2 separate regions of the Hordeum vulgare genome follow, and region 1 is linked to region 2. The links are chromatin contacts, called in public Hi-C maps. All regions are on one chromosome and are shown on one strand. The core of a region is the stretch at or near the end of the contact, and the rest is flanking DNA. Distances in the headings are between cores, read along the strand shown. Region 1 has its middle 310 kb from the start of LOC123409706. Region 2 has its middle 110 kb from the start of LOC123409955.

Evidence for each region. A called contact is a pair of places that touch in the nucleus more often than the background predicts.
Region 1: a contact with region 2 is called in a Hi-C map of leaf, with 5 times the contacts expected there. The contact joins two enhancer-like sites. A contact is called at or near these places in 2 of 6 Hi-C or Micro-C datasets (both in leaf).

The regions. Positions count from the first base shown.
Region 1 is chr7H:438,130,079-438,135,354 of MorexV3_pseudomolecules_assembly, reverse strand. No RefSeq gene overlaps it. Among protein-coding and RNA genes, the nearest start is that of LOC123409706, 310 kb to the left of the region's middle. Within about 2 kb of position 3,519, at least 1 of the 3 cell types and tissues checked has open chromatin away from gene starts, as enhancers often do. A contact at or near this core is called in leaf, where this site is marked.
Region 2 is chr7H:437,627,478-437,633,035 of MorexV3_pseudomolecules_assembly, reverse strand. No RefSeq gene overlaps it. Among protein-coding and RNA genes, the nearest start is that of LOC123409955, 110 kb to the left of the region's middle. Within about 2 kb of position 1,460, at least 3 of the 3 cell types and tissues checked have open chromatin away from gene starts, as enhancers often do. A contact at or near this core is called in leaf, where this site is marked.

The DNA of each region.
Region 1 (5,276 bases), core at 2,270-4,769, 500 kb before region 2:
AACAACAGACTATCCGGAGGTATCCAAAGCTATCCGGAGGTATGACATTAAAGGCTATATGAACCGTTTGCCATAAACTTTTTGCTAGCGGATATTGGAGAAAAAGGTGTTTGATAGTTTCATCGTGATCACAAAAGCTACATAGTTTACTTTCCTCCCAATTGCGCTTTGCCAAATCATCCTTAGTGAGAATCACCTTCTTGTAAACCCACATAAAGACTTTGATTCATAAGGGTACTTTGACCTTCCAGATATGAATCAACTTGGAGACTGATGTTGTGTCAATAAGGTTCAAATACATCGATTTCACTATAAAGATGCTATTAGTTGTTAGCTTCCAATGAAGCCTATCGGACTCGTCCGATAACTGGACATCCATGAGTCTTCTGACTAAGTGTAACCAAGCTTCCCATCGACGACCTGTTAAAGCTTTTCGGAATTGAATATTTCGAGGATTAGACTGTAATATTATGACAATGTACGACTTCTTACGTTGCACAATATTATAAAGATGGATATTGTATGGCTAGAGGCGTCTTCCCCAACCCACGTGTCCTCCCATAATCTTGTGGACTCTTTATTTCTAATGATAAATTTAGCTCTATGAAAAAGGCCGCTTACGTTGCTCCTACCTAGGTAGCTAGCAAGAAAAGGTGAATAGAGAAAATAGGCATGAAATTACATAGAAAGTCACGTTCTAATACCATATATTAGAGTACACACTACTACACGCCGGATTAAGGCGATTTTGAATTTTTTTTTTTTCACAATAGCTAGCACTAGCGCAAGCATGAATACCGCCCACAATAGTTTAGACCATGCAGCCCGGATGTGTTATGTCATGCAACAGAGTCCTGCATCTGTCCGCGAGACAGTTAGGACACGTTTTTTCTCCCAAACGGGAAACAAAGTAGGAATGTGTTTGCTAGCGCCGGGAGCGCTACCACGTCCGTGTCTGGCAACCTTGGCCCATCCAAACTCTCCTCGTGAGTGTGTGTTCCCGCTCAACACCGGCTTCACATTGACACCGGTCCATAGCAGACGTGACCTCTGTATTGTAACGACGCGCCGGACGAAAGAGCGTCACCCATTGCACGTCGGGCTGAATATGCCTACCCACCACATTCAAATGGCTACAGATTGCTCGCCCGCCTCCATTAAACCCATGCTTGTGTCAAGCAACATACTTCGGTCACATGTTCGTTCGCAAGACGGTCGATGTTAAACACAACGTTGGTTGGTTCCTCGTGTTCGCCCGCTATTTTAACAAGGCCCGACGCCGGGTGAAGAATCGCATCACATCTCCTCTCCCCATCCCCTCCTTGCGTCATATTCTTCACATGGCATCCGGCGAGCAGGAAGAGGTGTTATCCGGCATAAAATTTCGTTGGGTGGCCCATGCATCAAGCCCGTCGGATACAAGCCAGACAACTCACTGCTTCACCTTCCTAGCCGCTTCAGGCCGTCAATACCATGGGCGAGGCTCCAAGCCGACGCGTGGTTCAGTAACTCACCGCTCCAAGCTAACTCGCGGAGTAGTTACGAGTTTCTCCAGGAGGGCATGTGGATGAGCACGGTGGCACTGGCATCGTGGTTATCGTGGACGAGGCCCGCTGCTCCCGTGCCTGTGACCGCATCATTCGTCTTCTGCCTGCTGGCGCGTCGTCGGCGTGCATAGCCGGTGTCCTGCCTGCTCGCAGGCAACCATCGTCCCCCACCCCAAAAAAACCAGTCTTGATTCATCATTCACGGAAGCGGAGGTCACCCTTCCCCTGCGGCTGAAGCAAATCCATCCGGTGCCACTTCGATGAGCGAAGTTGTCAAGCAAAGAGAAGATGGAGGCTATTCTTCCGCTCTTCCGGAACATATATCTCCAGGTCTCCCGTGATTTCGAGGAGCGTATTGTTGGACATGGGGAAGATATATCATCGAAGTGGAGGGCTGCGGAGGAGGTAGAGGAGGACAACATGATTTTTTAGGGCTCATGGCCGGCCGGAGATGGGGAACGGACCCGAAGGTCATTTTTGTCTATGTCAGAGTCCGGTCTAGCTGAAATCAAAGTTCAGAATATCATATATCGGGGTCATATCAGTTTGGCTTGTACATATCGAATGTCGGAAATCGGATGATATATCGCATGAATATGTTGATATATCGGAAGGAATATATCTAGATTTTTTCCCCAACACTCTTGTATGAAAATGTCTTTTTTAGTAAAAACAAAATGCATGGTGCCAACGCTCTAGGATAACAAATCAAAATTCATAGGTTATGCCTTTCTTAATTAATGAACTATTTAAGATAGATTCACAAAAATCTCACTCTAAGTTCAGGAACAATATGTTATATATGTGTTTTACGAAACATTATGAATGATTGATAATACGATGAAGTTTTAAATACATAATGTTTTTTACACCTCTTTCTGATAAATAATTGTGTTCTTCGATGTACTGGTATATATCGGTGGGCATATCGGCTTACATATCGGTCATATCGGTTCATATTGGATGATATATGTGAAAATGATATTTACAGAATGATATGTTATGTGTATATCAGTGGAGCCCCAAAACTAATATATCGGCCTATATATCGGTTATATCGGCCTAGATTTAAAAGCTTGGCTGAAATACGTCTAAATGTAATGAATTTGCTTCAGTTTAAATGAAGAGCATTTGGTTTTGTAAAAGCCTTCCAAGTATGAATGGATATCGTCCGATTTGTTTGATTTTGTATCAAATTTGTTCATTTTTGATAAAACTTATTTGAAACGTACGCGGACATATGTAGTAGCTTTCTGTTCGCGAACAGATGCGGGAGCGAGGATGCCCTTGAGCAAGTAAATGACGTAGCTACTCATGGGGATTGCCTGCTTGGTGCAAATATACCAAAATTCCGTGAGCAACAGGTCAGTAAGTAAAGGTTAATTCTTGGTGCAGTCATTTGCTGAAGAGAACATATATACTCCCGAGCGCGGCCTGCCGAGCAGCAGCATGCAGTGTACTTTCAGAAGGAGGGTTTCCTTGTTCAGCAAAGGGTACTCTGTTGCTTCTGGTTGCTAGTCCCAAGGTAGCTAGCTATAGCCTTCTCCTCCTCTTCATCCTGCAGCAGCATGCATGCAGTACTATGAGTGAGAAAGACAGAATTAATCATGGCAGAGAGAAAGAAAGCCGGCCGTAGGGGTGCAATGCAAAGATGTGTAGAGAGAGAGGGGGAGGGAGGGAGGGAGAGATACTGGAGTACTAGTACTCTAGATTAAAGAGGGTAGTCATAACGAAGCGTTGTATTGCAGTTAGAAAAGGATGGGAGGAAAAGGCTGTGTCGTTCTGGGGTTGCGATAGCGATGTATGGGGATCTGGTGATCTACGATGCAGGATTGCATACCATGATCTGATTCTGATCGAGGGGGCCGGCCGGGCACTGAATCGAATGCATGCACTCTTCAATTCTGCTGCTGCATCTGCATCAGAGTGCGCCAAAGCAACAAAAAGCTAGCAAAGGAAAAGAAGAAAGCCTGCGACTGCATCGAACCACTTTCTTTGCCTCTCGTGCATATGCATGCATGGCCTTTCGATTCAAAGGGTGCACCACGGTGAGCCGGTACGAGTGGTACCAGAAGCAGTGGTCAATGACCATGACAGAATTCGCTACTGGTACTCCCTATTTCCTAACCACACGACATGAATTGTTTCAGTCGATCAAACTGACGATCCGAGGCCGAACACGCATGGTCTCCCTCCCTCCCCTTGCATCTCCTTCAGTGCACGGCTGGCTAGGTGACTGATGGATCACATGACACGCCTGATGTCAATAGGCATCATCATCATCATCATCATGCGGCCAAGAATTGCCAGATGATACAGTGAAATGACCGAAATGCTAATAGCAAAGAACACGCAGGAAACCAAAGGTGGTAAATAGGGGGGCCTGGCATTTAGCTTCCCAAGGCCAAAACGCACGCACGCACAGTGACCCTGAATCCATCTGATCAAACTCAAGTGGTTAACCATGAAATGGCTCAGCTTTTCTTGGACTCAGCTGCTGCTGGCTGCTGCTGCTCCTTCAAACTGCATAGTTATATATTGCAGGCCTAGCAACTATACCACTAACTGCATGCTTTTGGACCCAAGAATCCTGTCAATGAATCTGCAGGCCTAGCAAGCTAGCTAGCTAGTGGCCTACTACAGAAAACATAGGTCTACCTAGTAGAGAGCATCTCATACTCTATCATGATGGCTTCTTTCTGCATTCAGGGCAATGGACATGGCCGGCTGTGCCTCTGTCTGGCCTGTGATGACAACGACACGATGACTAGTAAGGCCGAGAACCAATCACACTTCCACAGTATATGAGCACAACAACAACAGGAACGTTGTCAATTATATGTGGATTGGAGAGGCTCCGTATAGGTCCTGTTTGGATCCCACTGCTAGACCTAGTTTGAGCTGAACTAGCTCCCAAAGTATCCAAATACATGGGCTAGTTTAGGTTAGATGCAAACAGACCACAAAAAAAACTAGCGCTGAGAAGAGGTGCTAATTGGAGCTAGTTGGGGATGGACAGGTAATAATAATAATATTTTAACCGCATCGGATCCTTTCCTCTCCATCCTCCCGCATCGCACGTCGCTCGGCCTGCTCGCCCCACCCGGCCGCACTCGTCCTGCCCGGCCGCGCTCGCCCCGCCCGCCACGCTCGCCCCGCCCGGCCGCGCTCGCCCCCGCCGGCCGCGCTCGCCCCGCCCGCCGCGCTCGCGCCGCCCGGCCGCGCTCGCCCCGCTCGGCCTGCTCGCCCCCGCCGGCCACCTCCGTAGCGTCCCGTCCAGGCCGCCTCGTCCACCTGCCACCGGTCGCCTCCATCCTCCTCCATATCCCTGCACCAGACCTACATAAAAGCTGGCCACAACAAATCCTGGTTAAAAGATACACATGATTAAAAAAATGCATTTATTGTCAAACTAACCTTTGCATCCAAACACCATCAAAGGCTAGAGTTAGCTCATGGTTAGACTAAAGTTAGAAACTAACTCTAACCTCTAGCTAAGTTAGAGTATCCAAACAGGGTCAGAACAAGAATGAGCTAAACTAGTACTAGTACAATGTTCAAAAAATACTGTACTCTTCTCTGTAGTGCGAGTATACTATGTATCTAGATTCTAGACTGGTAGCAGTTATGAATAATCTAACTTCTTAAATTTTTTGCGTTTTATGACTAGTCTAACTTTGGTAACATATGTTAGATAAAAGATGAGTCTATAAATTAATAAATAAAGTC
Region 2 (5,558 bases), core at 211-2,710:
AAAGTTCATCCCAACCTATCAACATGGAATATATTTTTAAAGATCTCGATGCTAGGAACCCAGCAATGGAAACGGTTTGAGATTTCGACGCACTGTTTAAGAGATCAAATGTTTTAAAAATACGGATGTATAAAAAAATATTTTCAGATTACAACAAGTGACACATAAGCAGTGCGTCATTTGTCGTAATCTAAAAAGGTGAGAGTGATCTTTAAAAAAAATACTTCTCAATTAGTGATTTCGAATTTCTTACGATGAAATATAGCTTCGGCTAGCTACTCTTATTTCTTGTAATATTTGTCATGAATGGAGGGCCTCGAATGTTGAGGCTTGTCGTCTTGCAAAGCATGCTTTAACTTTAGGGGTCAGGCACCGTGTTTGGTTTGGGCTACCTAGCGATCTTAACTTCGTCTATGTTATGGTGATAGCTGTATAATAAAACATGTTTGCCTCAACGAAAACATTAGACCATTGGCAGGCCAATCCTATTGGGCGTCACACGCGTCCATAGTGCAATTCTACTAATAGGCGCCTACGGCGACACGCGCTGGGACGGTCCATCTCAGCATTTTTTCCTTTCTGTTCTGAATTAAATAAAAGGACTAGGCGCCGCGGTGAATCGAACTCTCGATCTTCAGCTCAGGTTAGCATATGCAGTAACCACCGCACTACCACACCAGATCACATGACTAATTTTCTTTTGCTCTTTTCTTATTCCTTTTTTGGTTTTCTTTTTTGCTTCTGTTTTTCGTTTTTTTGCTTCTGTTTTTTGTTTTTTGCTTCTCTTTTTTCTTTCTGTTTTTCCTTTTTTTTCTTCATGGCTTGATGATTTTTTATAGTTCGGAAACTTTTTCTTTAAGTCAATGAATTTTTTCAAATTCATCAAACTTTTGTCATAATTGACGAACTTTTTTCAAATTGAATGAAAGTTTTTAAATTTTTGATGAATTTTATCTCAAATTCAATGAATATTTTTAATTTTATGAACTTTTTTTATAATTTGATGAGCTTTTTTCACATCGATGAACTTTTTTAAATTGGATAAACATTTTTTAAATTTGATGAACTTTTTTTCAAAACTAATGAACTCTTTTTATTTTGGTGAACTTTTTTAAAGTGGTGAGGAACTTTTTTCAAATTCAATGAAATATTTTGAAATTCGTTGAACTTTTTTTACACACCGATTAACTTTTTTTCAAATTTGATGAACTTTTTTCAAAATTACTGAACTTTTTATAACTATTAATGAACCTTTATCAAATGTGATAAACATTTTTCAAATATTATTATTTTTATATTTAAAATCTGTCAACATTTTTACCATTGGAAGAAATATTTTTGCAAAATTAATGTACTTAATTTTCCAAAAATCAATGAACACTTTCAGGGCCTATAGGGTGCTGAGCTCTTCGATGGGCCGGCCCAAGGCGGGGCACTGCAGGCGCCAGGAGGGTAAACGGGCGCCTACGGCGCCATATAGTAGGTCCCCAATTGGCAACCTTGTAAAAGGTTAGACAATTGGCTTGTACACCTATGTAGCCAAAGCGGTCTCGCGCACTAAGATCAATATCCAGTCATGATTAATACATGTAAAACACAATTTGGTGTTGATTTTTTTCTTTGTTCTTTTGGGGAAAATACATGATATCTTTTACACATACTTGAATGTCTATTTTAATTTTAAGTTTGCGGACATTGTTTCCAAAAATAATATATTTTTTAAATTATTGTTCTTTTTTAAAAACATGTTGATCTCAAATTATAATAACTAGTCATCAATCCGTGCTTCTGCACGGGCAAGATATAGTTCTTCTTAACGTTGTGTAATTGCATACTATTACAATAATTCAATTTTTCATATAAATGGGTCAACGATATGTACAAAAAGATTGCCATGCTCGGTGTAAATATAGCACAACCACAATTCTACTTCATTCATGTCGAAAAAATTTACACATACAAAGAAAAACAAAGCTATTTCTACCATTTACATAATCACCATTACATCTTTGTGCATTGCTGAGAGCTTCCTCTTTAACTAAAAATCATTTAATTGTGAATGTATCTCTTTTATATCAAATTAAAAAGTAGAGTATGCAGTTATACTTGAAAAACAATTACCCATCAATTTGAAATTTAAAAGGGCATGGTTGTGAAAAATACACCTATTTGAAATACCAATAAAAATTACGGGGTTTATATAGGTTTTTTTGCATGAAACTTTATGTATATGTTCTGAGTTATCATCTTACAATTTAATGATTTCGCATCTTAAATTAATTGGCTCCAGGGTCTTTATCTCATATGGTACGATAGAAATTTCCTTGGCAATCACGCATTAGCTCTCTCTTCCCCATAACGTGATGATTGATAAGTTTTTTACGTGTCTTCTTTAAATTTTTGAGGGAAACATGTACATGTTTTTCAGGAAATTGGGATGTGGGCTCCTTTTATCCTATGACATCAACGTTGAGTACTATTCATTGTGCGTGCTGCTGAAAAATAATTTCGGAAAGATAAGCGTATTGTTTTTTTTCATTTTTCAATGGAACATGCACGTGTTTTTTTCTTGGAATTGGGACGTGGGCAGTTTTTATCCTTGGGCTTAAACGCTTGATAACTTGTCATTATATGTTTACTTATTCTGTAGGCAGATAGAGTCACGTGTATTTTTAGAGAACGTGGTTATGGAGGACTCTTACATGTACGTGCTAGTTTATTCCTTTTATATGTACGTGCAGTTTTTTTTATAAAAACTGTGGCGAAATGTTTCACATGTCAGATGCCTATTTTTTGTGGTATGGGCCCATATGTATCACGTACATTTTCTTTTTATCCTAAACGTTAATTCTACAATCCAACGGTTTAATTAATTTTGATGATGCAGATTAATGAGAGATCTTAAAAAGTGACTCCGATTAGTAAATAGGAGATACTCATGAATATCACATCATTTTCCCATAATTTTGATATATTTTAAAAATGATCATGCATTTAAAAATATGTTTATCATATTTGGAAATTGTGAAAATGTATTTGTTTTCCTTGTAATTTGTTAGAAAAACTGTTCATACCATTACAAAAATTGACACGTCGTTTTGAAAGTTTACGCATTTTAAACCATATCAGAGGTACTTGCCAAAAATGTTCATTAAACATTTGCATAATTTTCCAAAAAAAGTGTACAATTCAAAATAATAGATTTATGATATTTTTGAAAATGCATTTGACAAACAAATGTTCAACATGTGTTCGGATAAATGTTTAACCTGTATTTGAAAAGTGTTTGATGTGTATCTGAAAAATGTTTCACAAGTATTCAAAAAGGTTTGAAAAGTATTTAAAAATTTAATATGTATTTAAAAAATAAAAATAAAATATACCAAAAATAGAGAAACGGTAGATCAGTAGAGAAAAACACAGAAAAGAGGAAATGAACTTACGAAACCTTCCTAAAATCGTACATGTTGTTTCCTTAAAAATCGCTAGCAAAAGTGCACTCTTCGAGTGGGTCGTGGCCCGCTATGAATTGTCAAGTACAAGTGCTTCTTTAATCTTGCACAAGACGGGATATAACGGGTGCGTTCCGGTTCCATTTGCATGTTTGATCCAGTTAGGATTGGCTGAACATATGCATACAAAAAACCCCAACACATGTATATTGATTGGTTGTATCCATTGCATCAAAATTCAACTGGATGCATGTTGTTTGATTGCATCTCTTTGTGTTTCAAGAGTGAGCAGATGCAAAGCGCAACTGTTTGTGTTGGTCCAGTAAAAACCAGGGTACCACGACCCTTCTGCCTCCGTCCCAGGAGGCGACGTTTAGGCTCGCGCGCGGTGAGATGACTGGGCCACAGTCACTCCAGAAGAAGCCGCCTTGCGAGGGGCAAACCTTGAGAGGCCCCTGATCGCCACGCTAGGCCTAGCCGAGGCCACTGAGCACGAGATTGCCTGGCGAGGCTCCCCTTGTGAGGCCGCTCGCCAAAGCCTAACGTACGGTACCGACCGCGGGGCTCCGTGGCCGTCACATGGGTGGCACATCCGCGCAGACAAGGATGACAGAGGTCATGCCAGTAGGCACGGACATGAAGGACTTCCTCTTTGGTCATTAAAGTACAACGTCCGTTGTCTCCCCAAAAGTAGGTTCCCGAAGCTTGCTATTTCGGTGAAAGAAGGCCACGCTGGCGCGGCTCGCCGGAACGGAGGTCATCGCCGAGCCCACGCTGACGCGGCTCGCCGGGACGGAGGTCATCGGCTCGCCGGGATGCTTTGGTAGACGAAGACTGCCTTTAATCAGGATAAGTCTAAGCGCTTGCCCCCTTCAAAATCCCGCCCTGTGGTCACCCTTTCTCGCTTCAATTTTTGGGGGAGAGGACCAAGGCATTATAAGGGTGCAGGGCCACTTCCATGTAAGTGGATCGAGCCATTGTCTCCCCACACCTCGTGTACCTCGAGCACAACTTTGCATTACCGCGCAATCCAACACAAGCAAGAGTAGGGTATTACACCGCATAGTGGCCCGAACCTGGTTAGTCCGTGCGTCCCCTTCGTGCCCGATGAGATTGCGTGAGCTCGTTTTCGGCCTCATTGTAGTTGTTGTTGTGTCGCAGGTTTCCAAGCCAAGCCCCAGTGTTTGAACCCAGTTCTTGGTGTAGTTTCTTGGACGCGGATCCTCGACTCCAACATTTCGGGCACCAGGTAAGGGGACTTGTCGTCTTCGCTCCTTCGACCTTGATGAAAACTTTGACAAGCTCGACGTCCTCGTCCGATGGGAGCACGCGGCGTGCAAGCTGCCCCTAGGTCCACGTGGCGAACACCACCTGATGTGACCTATGACGGCGCCCTCGCGCTGCCATCAAGCCCGTAAGGGAGCAGGTGGCCTCCTTCGTCCACCCGTCAGTGGATAGGCAGGTGCTTGGCCGCTACATCATTGCCTCCTCGCCTGCAAGTCGCAGCTCCATCACACCGTACGTCGTGCTGCTCATTGTACAAGGGTTGTTGCACTCTCGCCCCGCCAAGGACGGCCGCAACGCTTGGCTCGGTTGCGTCACGGAGCTCATGTTCACCGCGTGCGGTGACTTGGCGCCCCGTCGCTACTCGCCCACTTCACCGTCATGCGTCAAGCGACTCGGACGCACCCGCTTCTCCTCCTTCTCTAAGCCAGCGCGTGGCCATACGATGTCGCGCGGCGTGCGCCTCAGAGCTAACTAACAATATGTCTACATCGAGTGGCGTCAGGGGCCACAACCGAATTGCCCATTGCGTCCCCCATGGTGCTATCGCGGTTCGGCGCGGCGGTCGTGTGGCTCCAACTAGGAGCATTCCCACTAATCGGGGCTCCCAAGAGCCTCGCATGATGGCCTGCATCCTCGGCGGGGACCAGGCCCCTCCGCCCAGCCACCACCTCCAGTGTTTCTCGCATAAGGCGAACGCGGCCTTGCGAGCGCCCGAGTTTGTCGGCCGCCTAAAGTGGTTCGAGTCCCCATCGTCTTCGACACCAGCGACCACCCAAGTATACTAGGGCTTTGGGTGTTGTCCCTCTACTTTGTATTCCC